2 separate regions of the Mus musculus genome follow, and region 1 is linked to region 2. A link is a contact called in public ChIA-PET data. All regions are on one chromosome and are shown on one strand. The core of a region is the stretch at or near the end of the contact, and the rest is flanking DNA. Distances in the headings are between cores, read along the strand shown. Region 1 overlaps Prkcb (protein kinase C, beta). Region 2 has its middle 7.3 kb from the start of Gm29903.

What was found. ChIA-PET counts read pairs in DNA pulled down with a chosen protein or histone mark.
Region 1: an RNA polymerase II ChIA-PET map of memory CD8 T cells shows a contact between it and region 2, with 16 read pairs. The contact joins two enhancer-like sites. A contact is called at or near these places in 1 of 15 datasets of contacts at CTCF or cohesin (pro-B cells), 3 of 484 Hi-C or Micro-C datasets (bone marrow-derived macrophages, nephron progenitors and uterus) and 2 of 115 datasets of contacts at active chromatin or transcription factors (memory CD8 T cells and microglia).

What each region holds. Positions count from the first base shown.
Region 1 is chr7:122,351,381-122,354,952 of GRCm38.p6, forward strand. The region is part of intron 2 of Prkcb (protein kinase C, beta); the gene reads left to right. Among named protein-coding and RNA genes, the nearest start is that of Gm51497, 57 kb to the left of the region's middle. Within about 2 kb of position 1,466, at least 53 of the 459 cell types and tissues checked have an H3K27ac peak or open chromatin away from gene starts, as enhancers often do. A contact at or near this core is called in memory CD8 T cells and pro-B cells, where this site is marked.
Region 2 is chr7:122,249,599-122,253,499 of GRCm38.p6, forward strand. No RefSeq gene overlaps it. Among named protein-coding and RNA genes, the nearest start is that of Gm29903, 7.3 kb to the left of the region's middle. Within about 2 kb of position 2,268, at least 73 of the 459 cell types and tissues checked have an H3K27ac peak or open chromatin away from gene starts, as enhancers often do. A contact at or near this core is called in memory CD8 T cells and pro-B cells, where this site is marked.

The sequences.
Region 1 (3,572 bases), core at 216-2,715, 100 kb after region 2:
AGGCAGGATCTCATTGACCTGGTTTAGTCTGGTGAGCTGAAGCCGGGGTGGGTTCACTAAGACACATACAGTGATGGATGCAGTCACTATGGAGATGGTTGGAATCTGTGCCATTCAGTGATGTCCAATACTGGATGATGAGGCAGATCATTGAACTGAGAATTTTATCTTCCTCTCTTTCTCAAGGCCATAAAAGAGGAGACAAGCCAGTCAGCCGAGAGTGTGGCAGAGAGCGATGTGACAGAAGCAGTTCACATTGGACTCGCTAACCTTGAAAGTGCTAAATAGTGATATGTCCAGAAAGACATGAGCATCGCATGAAGCTGCTCCATTTCTGGGAAGGAAGCTCTTTGGAGGACTTTCCTGGCTAGCTTCAGGAAGGCTTGGAACATCTCTTCCACCTTCTTGTTTTCCTTTGTTTCTTGTCCCAGAATTCTTGCTCAGATAACAACTTAGTTTCATGCCTTGCAAAAGGGAAGTTTTTTTCCCCTTCACTGATTCTGGGACTGTGGCTACTCTCTTATTAGGTTTTCTTAGCTTAAGCTGAGCTTAGATGTGGCCCGACACCTGGGGGAACAGGAAAGCCTTTCTCCATTTCTGTCTTAGGGTGAGAATCCTCTCAAGTGTGTGAAGCTTTTAAGCTTCCGTTACTTAAGTGTGTGTTGGGGGTGGGGTGGGGAGGCTGTGTATGAGATCAGAGGTGACTGTGGATGTCAGTCCTCAAGTCCCTTCCATCTTTTGTTTGAGAACATCATTCATTAGGCTGAAATTTCACCACAGTCCACAAGCTTCGGATCCTCGTGTTCCCTTCAGTTTGCCATCTCTGGGGTTATGGGTGCACAGCAGCCTGTCTGGCTTTTCATGTGGGTTCTGGGGATTTGAACTCAGGGCCTCATGCTTGCCAGGCTGGCACTTTACCAGTTGAGCCATCTTCTCAGCCCCCAGTTACTTAATGTAAAGAATGGTGCCTATTGGAGCTTTGATGTCTAGTTTACTTTTAAATGGGGGCAGCAATAGGATCCACTTTGCAGGTGATTGGGGGCTCTAAATGAAGGTATGTGCAGCTCTTTGGATACTAAGCCCTGAAAATGGTGTTGGCCACAACTTCTCCATGATGGGTTTTGCTCACTGAGAGTTGTTCTGGGTTTTAGGGGAAGGTGAAAGAGCTTGCCTTTCACTTTCTTTGGCTCAGAGATCCAGGCAGTCTCTGCAGTAGAACACATTGGAGATATCCATCCAGCCCAGCTTGTGAGCATGTGTTATCCTTGAGAACCATTTAGCAGGGGAGGGCGGGGCCGACCCACACCGAGCCATGTGTTTGGGGTCTTTGGTGCATGTCTTTTTTCAGTTACTGCTTTATCTTTGACAAGGCTGATGAAAGCCAAGAAACCCCTCAAGTTCTCTCCTTTATGGTTATGCCATCCACTGGAAACCGTATTTGGTCTTCTCGCATTGTGTCAGCAACAGCAGGTGCAGCTGGCGGCCCCTGCCCCGCCCCCGTCAGCCCGATCTCTGGGGACTCCTTAGACTAATGCAGTTTTAATGAATACACATTACTGTTTACATGGCTGAAATGAGAGCCTGGTTGCTTATTTTATGCCGAGATTTTTACAGCTCTGTCTTTTGAAATCCTGTCTCTCTTGCTGCACTTCTGGCCACAGGGATGCTTTCTTGGCGGCCTTTCTGCGGTCCCTCCAAATAAGGTATTCCTGAGAAGTACTGAGAAGTACAGTTTCTGAGCCACTGCCTTGCTGGGGAAGGAGTAAACTGTACAGAGCAAAAGCATAAAGATGGGTTCTCCTTTCTTTTTAATTAATAAAATTTAAAATTCTTATTAAAGGGCACTTATCAAATGAAAACAGAGAAGAAAACAAAATCTCCCATGCACATTTTAATAAGTACAAATGGGCATTCCAATTTTTAATTATTTTGAGCCAGGGTTTCTTTATGTTCTTGTACATTTTAGTAAGTACATATGCACATTTCAATTTTTAATTATTTCGAGACAGGCTACAGTTATTTGTGTAGCCTAGGCTGGCCTCATACCCATGACCCTTCTGCCTCAGCCCCTAGAGTGGTATGTTGACAGGCCGGTACCAGCACACCCAGTCTTGGCTGTAAACACATTATTCCTGACATCTGTTTTCTGTTCCCCACAATTAGCACAATAAACAGCTTTCCATGCCAAGCAATGTATATCTGCAGTGTTTCCCCCCAGCATCGCTGTATCCTGCCCTGTTTACAGAAGGCTTTAATTGCATTTTATTTGAAGAGTTACCTACAGTCTCACCGACTCAGGATTTCTCTCTGCTGGTTTGGACTTAGGTATTCAGTTTGTCTACTTAAAGGCAATAAATACCACTAGTTTCTTACAATTTTTTCCCCTGGAAATAGATTATAATAGATAAGGAAGTATATGAATATCATTTATTTTTAATTTTTAAAAATAATTTATTTTCTCTCCTCCACTCACATTAAAATGCTAGCTAAACATTTTGTTTCTCAGCAGCATGTTTTGGGCAGAGTGTGGTGGCAGATATCCATACCCTCAGGACCCTAAAGGCTGAGGCAAGGGGATTGATCATAAGTTTGAGGCTAGCTTGGGCAGTTTAGTAAGTCCAAGGTCAGCCTTATAAAGAAACAGAAACTATCAGAATTTGTTCTACATTAGCCAATACAGAGCATCTTTGCTCTAGGACTCTGGGTCCAGGGTGTGGTGGAAACAGTCACACTGAAGCCTTTTCTGTGGTCTGCCCAAACTTCATATCCAACGGTGCACCTAGGGAAGGGACAGTCTGGCTCTCAGGGTACTGTAGGACCAGAGTATGAATGGTATTGGCTTCCAAAGATCTGATGTCAAAAACAGAGCCGGTGAGCCACATGCCAGGTGGCAGTCACTAGCCAAAGGCCATTTTCAGCTTCTGTATGGTTCTTCATTGGGACCATGCCTAAGACATCGAAACTGCCCTTCATTTCAGTTGGCTGAAAAAAGGTTTCATCATAGGCAAAGAGAGAAGCTCAGATCTTCCTTCCTTCCTTCCTTCCTTCCTTCCTTCCTTCCTTCCTTCCTTCCTTCCTTCCTCCTTCTTCCTCCCTCCCTCCCTCCCTCCCTCCCTCCCTCCCTCCCTCCCTCCCTCCCTCCCCCCTCCCTCCCTCCCTCCCTCCCTCCCCCCTCTTTCTTTCTTTCTTTCTTTCTTTCTTTCTTTCTTTCTTTCTTTCTTTCTTTCTTTCTTTCTTGCAAGATGGATGAAGGGTAAACGATCCAAAACTGACCCAGTTCAGGAAAGGGACCTCGTCTAGATTGTACATTTATCTCTACGTTGAAGGCAGGTGACAGGGCCAATAAAAGGGTTTCACAGTTCACTTTCTGACCTGTCTTCCTGGTTTTCATTCACCAGACCAGTAGGTTTAATTATGTTGAGCTGATGCCTCAGGTTAGATGAATGAGAGAAAAATATGGGGTGTCATGAAATTGGGTGCTTCAGGGGGAAGAGCAGAGACCTCTCAGAGCCAAGTGGGGATCACCTTGTGTTAGCAAATGAGAGCCAAAGAGGGGTCAGCTTAGCTGGGGA
Region 2 (3,901 bases), core at 1,018-3,517:
ACATCGAAAGACTTTCAGATTCTGCTAGCTCTTCTCAGCACCAATTGCCAAGGCACAATACTATCTGTCAGTCCAGGAATAGCCACCCCCACCGCTTTTTATAGAATAACCAAGCTGAGAACACTCAGATTGGCACCCACAATGCATCCTCAGACAGACTCTCTCTCCAGCATTCCTCGGGCTAGAACAAGAACGTCCCTGACTCAGCAGCAGGCGCCCTTTGCCGTCAAGCACCTTGCTCGATGGGAAAACCTTGTGTATAGTTCCTACCACTGATCTGGACCACATGACCATTCTATCTTCACCCAGAGCTTCAGCGGCTATTTCTGTGGCCAGGGCTTCTCACAGAAAGCGCACAGCTTACACTCATTGTCCACTTTAAAGAGTTTCTGAAGTAGGTGGCAAGGAAAGAGATATTCAGCTTCATTTTGACACTGCCGACCTCCTAGTGAAAGAGACTGTCATTTCATCATAACAAGCACTGATTGTGTCTGGTTTGTTTGTATCAACTTGATTGACACACTTGGGACACAAGGAACACCCTATCTAAGTTGTTTATTCAGATCTTTGAGGATGACATGAGCAAGCGGTTTGTATTTCTGCTTTTAATCCATGTCTTTCAAGCATGTCACATGACAGTATTAATGAATGAGAGTGTGATTTAATGTCTTCTAAGCAAATCTATTAGTAAATCATTTATTAAATCAAACCTGTAGCTTTGAGTTTCTTCTACATTAATTGAAGAGTGGTAGATAGTATTGCCTTGCAGTCAGGCTACCTTTGGATCAGCCAATGAGAAGAGAGATGGAAGAATATCTAGAAAAAGAAGTTACTTTAGTTTTGAAAATCAAATTATTGTGGTTTCAGGACTTGTCGCTTTAATCCAAATGGAGGAGCTTTACAAAAATGATGTGGTTATGGTTAATAAGGTGTTTTATTAGCTGCTGGCAAACACCTATACCCAAGCTACGCAACTTAGCTTAATGGAGGAAATGTTTATTTTGGCTTATGATTTTAGAATTTCAGTCCATTGTAATAGGAAGGCATGGTTGCCATGGGAGCATAAAGAGGAAGCAGTTCATATTCCTGAGGACCAGGAAGCGGAGAGAGTGGTGAACCCAGGGTCTAGACTCTAACTTTCATGGGCTAGGCTCTAGTGGCTTAGCTCTTCCAGCTAGGCCACATCTCCTGAAGATTCCATAATCTCACAAAGCAGAGCCACTATGTGGGGACCAGATGTTCAAATCAGGAACCAGTGGTGCACAGTCTAATTCACAGTTACCGGTATCAACCAAGTATGATACGTTTCATCTTAGTGCACGTTGGCTTTCTAATCCCAGCCTTTAAATGACGTCTAATGAGCAGGTGGATCCTTATCCAATAATAGGGTATTGTACTGCTTAGAAAACAGGAATTGGAGACAAAGAGACAGGCACAGAGGGATGAAGAGATGCAGAGAGAAGGCAGATCCTGTGAAGGCAGAGGACTGGAGCAATACATTCACGACCAAGAGAAGGTTGCTTAGATGTCTTGAGGCTACAGAGAGGGAAGGAAGGGCTCCTCTATGGGCATTGGAAGGAATATGGCCCAGTGAGTGCTTCAGACAGTTTCCTTCCAGAACTGAAAGATTATATACTTTGGTGGGTTTTAAATTTTTATTTATTTTAAATTACGTGTGTGGGCGTGTAGATGCTCTCAGAGGCTAGAGGTGCCAACTACCCTGGAGCTAGAGTCAGGTGGTTGTGAGCCACCTGTCACGGATGAGTTTAGGTTCTCCGGAAGAGCAATACATGCTCTTAACCACAAAGCCAACCCTACAACCCCTGCCTTTGTTTTTAAAGCGATTCTATCTGTGGCCCTTAAAGCAGCCCTCGGAAGTCTGCGCGTGTGCTAGAGCGTCAAGGACAGGTAGCAGGCCTGGAACTTGGCCTGAGGTAGGTGAGCTATTAAGGCAAAGCCCGCAACAAAATAGCTAGAAACAATCTAACAAGGCAAGCAAGGGCTGCCTCAGAAGAGGCCTGAAGTCGTTTTCTCCTTGTAGTTTCGGGTGGCTTCCACCAGGGGGCAGAGCGGGACTTCTGTGCACAAAATAGGAAAAGAATCTCAAGACAAACTGTCGGCAGGTTAATTCCCCAAGCTAAAACCACCCTTCAAATACCACTCCATCCCCACCCCACCTTATACTACCTCCAATACTCTCAAACACCACTACCACCTGAAACCATCCCCCAAACATCTCCACCTCCACTCCACCTTCATAGCATCCCACTCACACCCGGCAAACGTCACCGCCACCACCTCTCCTCCCGCTAGGGGGAGAAGAGAGGCAAGAGACTTCCCGATTGCTTAAGGAAAAGAGAACTAGGCCCTCAGAGCTAAGGCAGTCTGATCTCCAGTTCCCCGCACTCTGTCGTGGATAATATCGGAGACAGGCCACCTGCCTTTCCTTCAATCAGACCTTGAATCCATTCTCAAGTATTCTGATGGAGAACAATTAACGTTTGCATCATAGGAGTACAGAGATGACTGCCCAGAAACCCATGTTTTCCTGCAACTGCTTCAACAGCAGACAGGCTAGTGCCCCACCCCCTTGACCATAGTGGACCTCAGGGTTTTGACAGGAGGGGCCGGAAACATAGACTGGAAGGAGCATGTGAGCCCCTTCAACTGCTGCCTTTGTGCAGATTCACAGTCGTTCAGTCCCTTTGGATTTTTTACTGTACCCTAGAACCCACACCATAGTCATTCTTCTAACACCTGCTCTTTAGGCTAGTTAGAGTAAGTTTTTATGATTTGCAAAAACCACAGAATTTAAAAAAACCCAGAACTAGTATGAATTATGATGTCTGTGGATAGAGATCTACTAAATGCATTACTTCAAGTCATATAGGCAAATTTCAAAAAAGGAAAAATAACAAAGTGTGTGGGCATGGTGGTGCACACCTGTCATCCTGGCATTCGGGCAGCTGAGGTAGGGAAATCGGGAGCTTAAGTCCAGCCTGGGCTATGCAGAAAGACTCTGTCTTAAAAATAAAGCAAAACATAAAAGTCAAACAAACAAACCCAAAGCACACAACCGCCACCCCCCTCCCACCACCACTGGGACTATTAGAAGTCAGAAAAAGGCTAACTGTGTGCAGATTCTCAGCAAACATTTCCTGGCTGGCTACCATCATTAGTAATAATACCCAGTAAAATTGATGTAGGGATAAGGGAGAGGTCGGTAGTGAGGCCTCTGCCTCTCTACATGGCAATGGAGACAAAGTGCTTTCAAATGGCTAAGGGCAGGCAGTGAGGTGCAGTCCTACTGTGTGGAGTTACACTCTGACGGCCAGTTAAAGCCAAGAATGTTTTCTTCAGAGCGTCAGGGTGCTCACTTCAGAGACCTGTTTGCAAAGGTCCAGGCAGCACAGCAAGTGGGCCTGAAGTTCAGATGGGCCAGTTGCTGGGCAGGATGCGCACCTGACTAGTGGGAGGTGCTGTTTTCTGATGTACAAGTAGTTGCTCACAGCCTACCTGAGCATCCGCTGTCCGTCTGGTAGGAGAAAATAGTTCCTCATTATGGTTTTAATTTACATTGCCTTAATTGTGTGTGGGATGGAGCTTTCTCTTGTGTCTATAAGCTGTATTTCCTTTCCTGAGAGTCGCCTTCCCAGTATCCTTTGCATCACAGCTCCTTAAACTGCCCATCATGTGGGGGGCCTCCAGGATAATTTGGCAACAGTGAATGGTTTTTGAATGTGCATTGACCAAAAGGCAGTCCAAAGTTATACACGTAAGGAATGGATGTGCCTCTGGCAGCACCATCTTGAGACTTTGAGACTTTGCTGCAGCCTTGAGTCTGAGCACACCCCACACCACTTTGCACTGCCTGTGTCCTCAGGCCACCCAGAGCCAGTGA